Regions from separate parts of the Triticum aestivum genome. Here region 1 is linked to region 2. The links are chromatin contacts, called in public Hi-C maps. All regions are on one chromosome and are shown on one strand. Each heading gives the region's core, a stretch centred on a gene start, on an enhancer-like site or on the middle of the called end of the contact. The rest is flanking DNA. Distances are from core to core; before and after follow the strand shown.

The links. A called contact is a pair of places that touch in the nucleus more often than the background predicts.
Region 1: a contact with region 2 is called in a Hi-C map of leaf, with 4 times the contacts expected there. The contact joins the promoter of LOC123054060 here to the promoter of LOC123054059 in region 2. A contact is called at or near these places in 2 of 5 Hi-C or Micro-C datasets (both in leaf).

The regions. Positions count from the first base shown.
Region 1 is chr2D:495,063,154-495,067,415 of IWGSC CS RefSeq v2.1, forward strand. It overlaps LOC123054060, which reads left to right and starts at 2,459. Exons shown (of 1, transcript XM_044477724.1): 1 at 2,459-3,599. The coding sequence starts at 2,722. The coding sequence ends at 3,330.
Region 2 is chr2D:494,877,474-494,881,931 of IWGSC CS RefSeq v2.1, forward strand. LOC123054059 reads left to right here and starts at 1,489. Exons shown (of 4, transcript XM_044477723.1): 1 at 1,489-1,969; 2 at 2,558-2,713; 3 at 3,099-3,310; 4 at 3,406-3,671. The coding sequence starts at 1,586. The coding sequence ends at 3,604.

The DNA.
Region 1 (4,262 bases), core at 1,209-3,708, 190 kb after region 2:
TGGCTCGGGCATTTCATCAAACACCTCATGTGCATAGGAAGTGAGCTAGAGCACCACAAAGCTCTCCCCTCGCCGGCCAAAAAAACAGAGCAGTGTGGAGTGCTCTGTTCGCTGGCGAGGGGGTATATATAGGCATCTCATTGGTCCGGGTTCGTGGCTGGAACCGGTACTAAAGGACCCCCTTTGGTCCCGGTTCCAGCCACGAACCGGGACCAATGATTGTGGGCCAGGAGGAGGCCCATTGGTCCCGGTTCGTGTGTGGAACCGGGATCAATGCCCCACGAGGCTCGGCCGGTCCCTGGCCTCACGAACCGGGACCTATGCCCCCATGGGTCCCGGTTCGTGACTGAACCGGGACTAATGGGCTGGCCAGATCTGGACCAAATTCCTGTTTTCTACTAGTGTAGACGACACAAAGCTGTCACCATCATCCGATCACACAAATTTAGGGTTTCCTCCGAAGCTACAAAGGTGGAGGATGGAGAGGATCACCTTAATGATGCCATCAAGAAGGGAACAATGCTCAAGAGTGTCGTCGTCGCCAGCTGTGGCCACGACTAGAAACAAAGGCTTTCACCTGGATAAACCTCACAAGCCCTGCACCATGGTGAGGTAGATTTGGGTCGAGCCCTATTTGGCCCCCATAGTGAGCCCGAGGCTGCAACCACCTGAATCGATCGCCCGTGGTGCGTTGGAGCAACACACAAGGGTGTTCCTTGCTGTCGGAAGGGAAGGTCATAGCCGACCAGGCGCCGCCGCATACAACGCTACCTAGGCACTGGGTCGCCATAACAAACCACTGCATATGATGGAGCACCGTTTGAGGCCGACCATCGTGCCATCCTTCACAGGGGCGCGTGCACCCGAGCAAGGTAGCGTGAGGGGAAACTCACGCCCCCTACGACAACGAGGGGAGGCGGAGAGGAGATGGGTAGTTGGCGGTTGCCAGGGTTCCCACCCAAGCCGCACAATAGGAGCGACACAAGAGCCTTTTTCACATGTTCACTCATGCAAAATTGGGAGATAATTTCACTTCTTCCACCCTGTGCACGAACCAAGGATGCACACATTCTTTTTGAAATATGAGTACTAGGATATGTATCTTGGTCTCACCATGTTTAGTCCACATGAAAGTTTGAAATACGAGTACGAGGATTATTTTCTTAGTTAGTGGACTAGTGCATGTAATCCACCACGTATCAAGCATGGTCCTCATTACTCCAATAAAGAATGTTGAAGTACCCGCCTCCTGGGAACATCCTCACCGCCACCGTCAACCATCGTCGGACGAAGAAGAAGGCGACACACTTACCTGCTCATCGGTGAAGAATCTTTTTGACATGGACAAATTGAAGAGGCTGGGGGTGGCGGGAGTTCAGGTCGTGAGGCAAAGAGGGCTAAATAGGCAAGGCAATCAACGAGAGGTGACCGAATATTGGCCCCGCCGATTTTTCGAAGAAGCACGTGAGCTTGTGCCATCTCCCAGCTCACACGAGCTTCACGTCGCGTTTCCCTTCTCTGCCCGTGGAGAGCCTGGCCAAGTGAAAATGGTCGATTTGACCGTTACCAGCCTGGCTGAGAGGTCAGAATACCGAACACACCCCTACGGTATGTAAGGTTGAGGTAGAATATAGTATGTGAGCTGATACGTACTCCTACTTGATAAGGCCAAATGCTCATTTTTCCTGACTAGTCTACCTTATCAGCCTTGGATTTAGACTAGGCTCCACATTAAACATCCGGCCAAAGTAGGACACCGCATAATTTTCTTGTGGAACGTCAGTAACTTTTCATCAACGCAACGTTTAATAGGATTATTATCTGACGGCACAGCGTTAGGGCAAAACAAGCATTGTACTTACGTACGCACTTAACTGCCAGCGTAAGCTATACACCTCCACACAATTCCGTATGCTCCAAACTTGCGACAGGGAAACGGAACCCCTGGCCCAGACCATTTTCTTATCAGGTGAGACTGTGAGAGCGTGACGTCTCTTTTTTCCTTCTCATCCATCTCGCCTTGCCCGCAATGGAGGACGGGTGATGGCGGGATGGCGACCGGTAGGTGCCCTGTCAATTGCTGCCGCGATTCGTGCGTACGCATGTAGACATGGACGTAGCCCGGGATCGGATATACAACAAATAAACCGGAGTGTACACGGCCAAAACCCGAGCCCAAGAGATCCAGTTGTTTACTCGCGGCCCGATCCTCTATCATTTTGTTAACTGTGTGGCCGCCGATGACGTGTCGGTTGCTGTATCGACTGTATATACAGATGGGAAATGTCGTATCCTGTAGCGGTCGCGGTCGCTTCTTTTTGATCGGCAGCGACCCGGCGAGAAAGGATTCCGGATTTCTGGCCCAGGCCGCGCCAAATCTCCGGTTTCAGGCGCAGCGCCACCGTTGCACGAGCACCACAGACCCTCTCGCTCGCACGGCACACACGGCACACACACGACACGATCATAGGAAGCCCCCGACACCTGGGCAGGGCAGCCCCTCCCCCTCGTAGCCATCATCATTGCCCCAATAATTCACTCCCCGCACCGGAAGCCGATCGCCACCACCACCAGTAGAGCGCGCCGCGCGCCAATAATAGGGGCGCGCGCATGGCGTCCCAGCGCTGAAACACACTGCTCGCTGGTCAGTGGCCACTGGCCGGCCACCGCACGCACGCACCCACGCTTCGATCGAGCACGAGCACGGCGCGCAGCGGGCCGATGTCCATGCGCGACCGCGGCGCCTCCACCGTGTCCCCGTCGCTGCGCTTCCTCGGCTTCATTAAGCAGCCGGATGACGCCGGCGCTGCCGACCAGGAGCTCGAGCTCGACGAGCGCGACGTAGTCTGGTCGTCGTCCCCCTCCTTCTCCTCGGCCTCCACCGCCTCGTCGCCCTCGCCCACGCCGTCCCCGTCCGGGGGAAGCCACCGCTGGCCCCTCTCCTCCCGCGCGTTCCCGTCCGGCGGCGCCGGCCTGTCGTCGCTCATCGCCGACGAGGACAACCACTCGCCCAGCGCGGCCATCCCGGCCGCGGCCCGACGGGAGAAGCAGCCGCGCTCGCAGCCGTACCACCAGTCTGCGCCGGTGGCCGTGCCCGCCTGGTCCAAGGCGACGGCGGACAGGCGACGCCGGGAGGCGGAGCAAGAGGCCGCTGACGAGGAGGAAGAGTTGGAGGACGACGAACTCATGGTGCCGCCGCATGAGATGGCCGCGCGCCGGGCCGCGGCGGCGGCGTCGGTGATGGAGGGCGCTGGGCGGACGCTGAAGGGGCGCGACCTCCGGCGCATGCGCAACGCCGTGTGGCGCACCACCGGCTTCCTCGACCTGTGAAAAAGGACGCTCCTTTGGAGGTTTCTTTCGCTGCCCACGTCACTCCAATTGATGGTGTAGTATTTGTTACAGAAAATGTGGATCTTCTGTTGGTACGTTTGGGATTCTAGGTGAAATATTTTGATGTACTACTACTAGTAAATTATTAACAAGTGGTTATGTTTTTCCTAGAAGAAAAGAATGCTGATCACGGAGCAACTAAATAAGGTCTAAATGGCTGGTTTGAACTTGCAACTAACCACAATAGCCACTGGGATACAATTGCTTTATGATCTGTACCTTTTTTTTTGCAAAATGATACTTCCTTCGTCCCAAAGTGAAGGGAGTACTTACTACTGAGCTTCATTTAGAAGGGAAGAAAAAGATTTGCAAAAGGTAAGTAAAATGTGTTGCATGGTACAAACACGTACGAGTGTAACTGCTGTATTCTCTCTGTTCACTTTTATAAGATGTCTAGACAATTCAGACAGCCCACAGAATAGTGCAATGTCATCTGTCCAAAACGTCTTATAAAAGTGAACGGAGGGAGTAGTCTATTTTTATAATTGAAAAGAGCACAACACATTTTACCAGTCGTACGTGTATATGTGCATGGATTTTGTATGCCATTGTGATTAGCAGAGTGCTTTTATCTGATGTTGCACTAGTACTATATCCAGGGTCTCCTTTACCAGCTGCAGGTGAAGAATCCTCTTTCTCGTTGGCACACTCCTCTAATGGATTTGGTTTACAATAACGTTGATGCTGGTTTGATCCTTTTAACGCTAAATCCTGTTTTGGTGCTATCATTCGGGACAGCGCCGATTGCCTTTTTTTCTGCTTGGAATCGACTGGAAGGATGCTCAGATGGAACCGAAGTTAAACTGTTATCTTGTTGAGAGCATATCTGATGGTTGTGAGATAACTGTTGCTAAAATTTGCTAGTTTTTTTT
Region 2 (4,458 bases), core at 239-2,738:
CTTGTGGAGGAGGAAAGAGAAAGCGTATGCACATATACAATAGCATTTTTAGAGATACTAATATGACGTTTTAAGAACAGAAAACAAATTGTGTTTTAATGGTTTAGGCCCTCCCAAACATTGGTGCAACGATAATTTGCCACACCTCCTTGTCATACAGTCTTCCTTGGCTCCATCCCTGCATGTAAACCTTATCAAATTTTGTATTCCCTCCGTCCGCAAATACTAGTCGGAGAAATAATTTATTCGACAAGTATTTCCGGACGAAAAAAGTATTGACTACGTTCAGATTTATTGGGATCCTTCATATTTTTGGCCAAACTATCAACATAGCTAACAAAATATGGGATATGTTACAGAAAGTATGACATTGGATTTGTATTCAAAAGAGTCATTCGAGGATATAACTTTTGTGACATACTGCCTCCGTCCAGAATTGCTTGTCGCAGGAGTTTCTGCGACAAGTAATTCTGGATGGAAAGAGTACAATTCATATTTATAGCTAAAATTTATACAATTAAAATAGAAGGGGCCAATAAATCTGGACGAAAGGAATACAACCCATCTCCAGGTCTTTCCAAGGCTCGCGTGATTCCGTCCATTTTATAATAAAAAAGCATATCGTATACTGTAAAGTACGGTCTGTGAGAGTACAGGAGTATACTACTCTACTGTAGCGTTGACCGCTGGTACGGCGTATAGTGTACTGGTACAATAGATCAGAGATTCAGAATATGCAGCAGAGCAGATCACCGTAGCAATACGCTTACGGCTGCTGCATGTTGCTGCGGTGTGTGTCTCTTCTGTCGCCGTCTGCCTAGGGACAAGCGTGAATTAAAAACTCGAAAGAATCAGAAAGATTAGACCTGTGACTTCAAGGGCCCATCGGTCGGAGTTGGACGGAGTTAAATAATGAGCTCACGAAAAGCTGTGACAGTTCCTTAATTCCTCTGCTTAGCCCCTCCCACGTCATCAACCGCTGGCAATTAGTACAATACCATATATGCTGAGAGCGATTATCCTAGATATATGTATACGTGACCACAGGCTTCTGCTTCTGGATTTCGCAAAAATAAAAAAGGCTTCTGCTTCTGGGCCCACGCGTCAGAGAGCTGATATGCCTGTATCATCGCATTGTGGCAGCGTACGGTGCCAACTGCTTCACTGTCAGTCACTCAGTCCAGTGAGCACACTCATGTGACTAGTGAGCACGCCAAGTCTGATAGCGTGGTCTCAGTTCTGTAGCCACACTGCACCGCACTACACCCTTCGCTGACATAGCGGCCGAGCAATATTCGGGCCCACACGTCATCTTCTAGTCCTATACCATCACCCCATGGCCCGTCTCTAATGTACCGCATGTACCGATGACTGGTAGGTGGGACTGAGGTGTGCGTGTCCCCACCTGTCATCGTAAAGATGCGCGCCGCGCTGGTTCCTCTTTTCCTTAAACCGCACGCCAGAACCAGGGCCAAGCCCACCACCGGGGAAAGAGCAGGGGACGGAAAGGTCAAAAGGCAGGGAGCAAAACAGTGACCACAGTAGGAGCACGCAGCCAACGGAGGGAGCCGAGCGGCTGACAGATATGCTTCCGGGAGGGGAAGACGGCAAGCGGCGCGGCGCCACCGCCGACGCCGAGGCCGGCGCGAACGCGGCCGCCCTGAACGACCTCTGCGCCACCGCCGGGGACGCGGGGCGCCCCGTGCCCGCGCCGTTCCCGAGGCCGGCGGCCTTGGCGGTCGCGGCGCTGCTCGCGGTGGGGATCGGGCTCGGCGTCCTCGTCCTCGCCGTCGTGCGCAGCCCCGTGCTGCTCGTGCTCGCGCTGGTGCTCTCGGCGGCCGTGTCCGCGTTCCTCCTGTGGAATGCCGCGGCCGCGGCTTCCGGCCGCGTGCTGCGGCGGTTCGTCGACGGGCTCCCGGCCTCCAGCCTCCGCGCCGCCGCCGACGGCCAGCTCGTCAAGATTACCGGCGTACGTTTTGCGATTGCTTATGCATTTTACCTGTTCTCGATCGCAATTGCAATGAAATTGATCTAACAAGTCCAACAAGTGTTCTGTTCTCAAGTCTCGTGCCTGCCGAAATTGAGCCGCCATTTGGTGGGGCAGTAAATTCAGTCGCATTTTGTATGGAGTATACTAAGTGTATCGATTTCTAAGATAAGATATGTGAAGTATAATGCGCGCGACGTGTAGCCTTTCCGCATCTTGTGGCAATCCCACTCATGTGCCGTGTAGTATAGGTGCATCAATCTTTTGGATGGGTGTATGCTCGTTGACCTTATCTTGAAAGTTAGTTCTCTCAGATTAGATTGCTGTGAATAGAAGCTTCGCTGGCTGGATATTATAATCTTGCAAGGGGAAAAGAGCTGCCTACTTTATTTGCCAAGCTTACATAAGTAACTTCTATGTAAAGACTAAAGGCTAATGATCGTTCCTTTTGGTTTCTCGGCTTGCCGATTCATTGCTGTGGTACAAGCATTGTTTTCCTTGTGCATTTACCATGTGAGTAGAATGGTGTGCTAATCTCATATATGTTGTAATGTTCCTTCTTTTGTGCAGCTGGTTTCATGTGGTGATATTTCGTTGATTTCTTCATATGAGAAGGTGGAGAACTGTGTATACACATCTACGCTGCTAAGAAAATGTGGTAGATGGGGTTCTGAGGTGGCAAATCCTAAAAATAATTGCTCCAGGTGGAAATTGACACATGCTGAGGTAAGAATGCTCTGCGGTTATCTACATCTAATTTGCAGAGATTATTTATCCTTGTATGTACCACACACATACTTCATTCATCTTGCACCTATCTCATCGCAATTTTGCTTCTTTTCTGTAATGATTATGTATTCTGCTTATCGTGCCTTAAGCTAGTCTACGCACCACAACTGTGTTACAAACATACTATCAGTCTATGCACCAAGGGTATTCCCTATTATTTTAGCTCCTTTTCCAGAATAATTGGTAAGCAACAAAATGCACCAAGGGTCAACCTTTGTAACTTTATAGTGCTTCTGCCGTTATTGTCGGTTTGTAGTACCTAGTGAGATACTACAGACATATGCTATTTTTTCTCATTTGAACATTTTGTGGAGTTCGGCAGAGGTTTGCTGCTGATTTCTACATAACAGATGCAAAATCAGGTAAAAGAGCCTTGGTGAAAGCTGGGTACCACACGAAAGTTGTTCCATTGATCGATGAAAATGTTTTGGTTACAACAAGCAGAAGTACCGATCTATCTTCAACCTTGAAATGTTGGCTACAAGAAAGAAATCTTTCTTCTGAAGAAGCTCAGCTTATCCGTCTTGAGGAAGGGTAATCAAATTTGTCCTGAATATCCACACCTTTTGTTTGTTTGTATCTTTGTAGATCGAGCCATCGAAAACTTACATGATTGCACAAACTTGTAGATATATCACGGAAGGAATGAAGTTGAGTGTGATCGGAATTTTGAGCAAGAAGAATGGAGATTTCATGATATTTCCTCCCCGTGAACCTATATCTACAGGTTGTGTGTTGCTGTCATTTCTCCTTCCAGCTTACTTTGATGGAATAGTTCTGAGACTAGTAGACAAGAGTTATTTTATGCCACATTCTGGAATTTCATGAAATATTATGACAATTCATGAGATGTAACAGCTAACAATTTTTAATCCAATACCCTTTTCCCCTGAAATTGTCTTCTGTACTGTACCACAAACTTTGCTTGAGGGCTCACACGGCTCGTTTTAGGTAACCCTATACATTAGAATGTGCTCCCTCCGTCCCAAAATATAAGATCATTTTTGACACTACTCGTTGTGACAATGTGACGTCTCCTATCCGGCAACAGATCATGTTGTCTTATTTCATTCGCTGTTTCAGTGGTTCCCGCCTTATCGGCCTGTTGCTATAGTGTCACCATTTTGTTTTGTTTCTCCCTTGGTAGTGTGGCCAAAACTGTAAATTTATATGCAGTGTGCTGTACTATCACCATTTTGTTTTGTTTGTCCCTTGGTAGTTTGGCCAATACTGTAAAATTATTTGCAGTGTGCCTCACAGAAACCTTCATAGTTTGGCTGTCGGACCACTGGAGAAAATACCTGTGCCTGTACTTTACCCGTCTTAACTAATCAAAGTTTGAAGATGTGATGCTCTTTATAACAGAATTTGTATGTTGCTTTTGTTGTAGAAGAATTAGAATTTCATATTTTATTTTCAGATCGGGCATTATGAGCTCAGAACCTGTGCAAAGATCATGCAGTCCCCATCTAGGATCCAATCATATTTTCAGGCTTTCCGAAACATTTGTTTCTGGAAGCCAGCATTGTCAACCATATAACACATTTTATTGGATGATTAAATCTTCCTTCCTTTGCTGGGCTGTTGTCATTCTGCATAGCTTTCAAGCGCCCTCAATGGCTTTAGTAAATCAACACAAGCCACCTTCAGGACACTTCAGTTCTAACTGAACGAACCCCAGC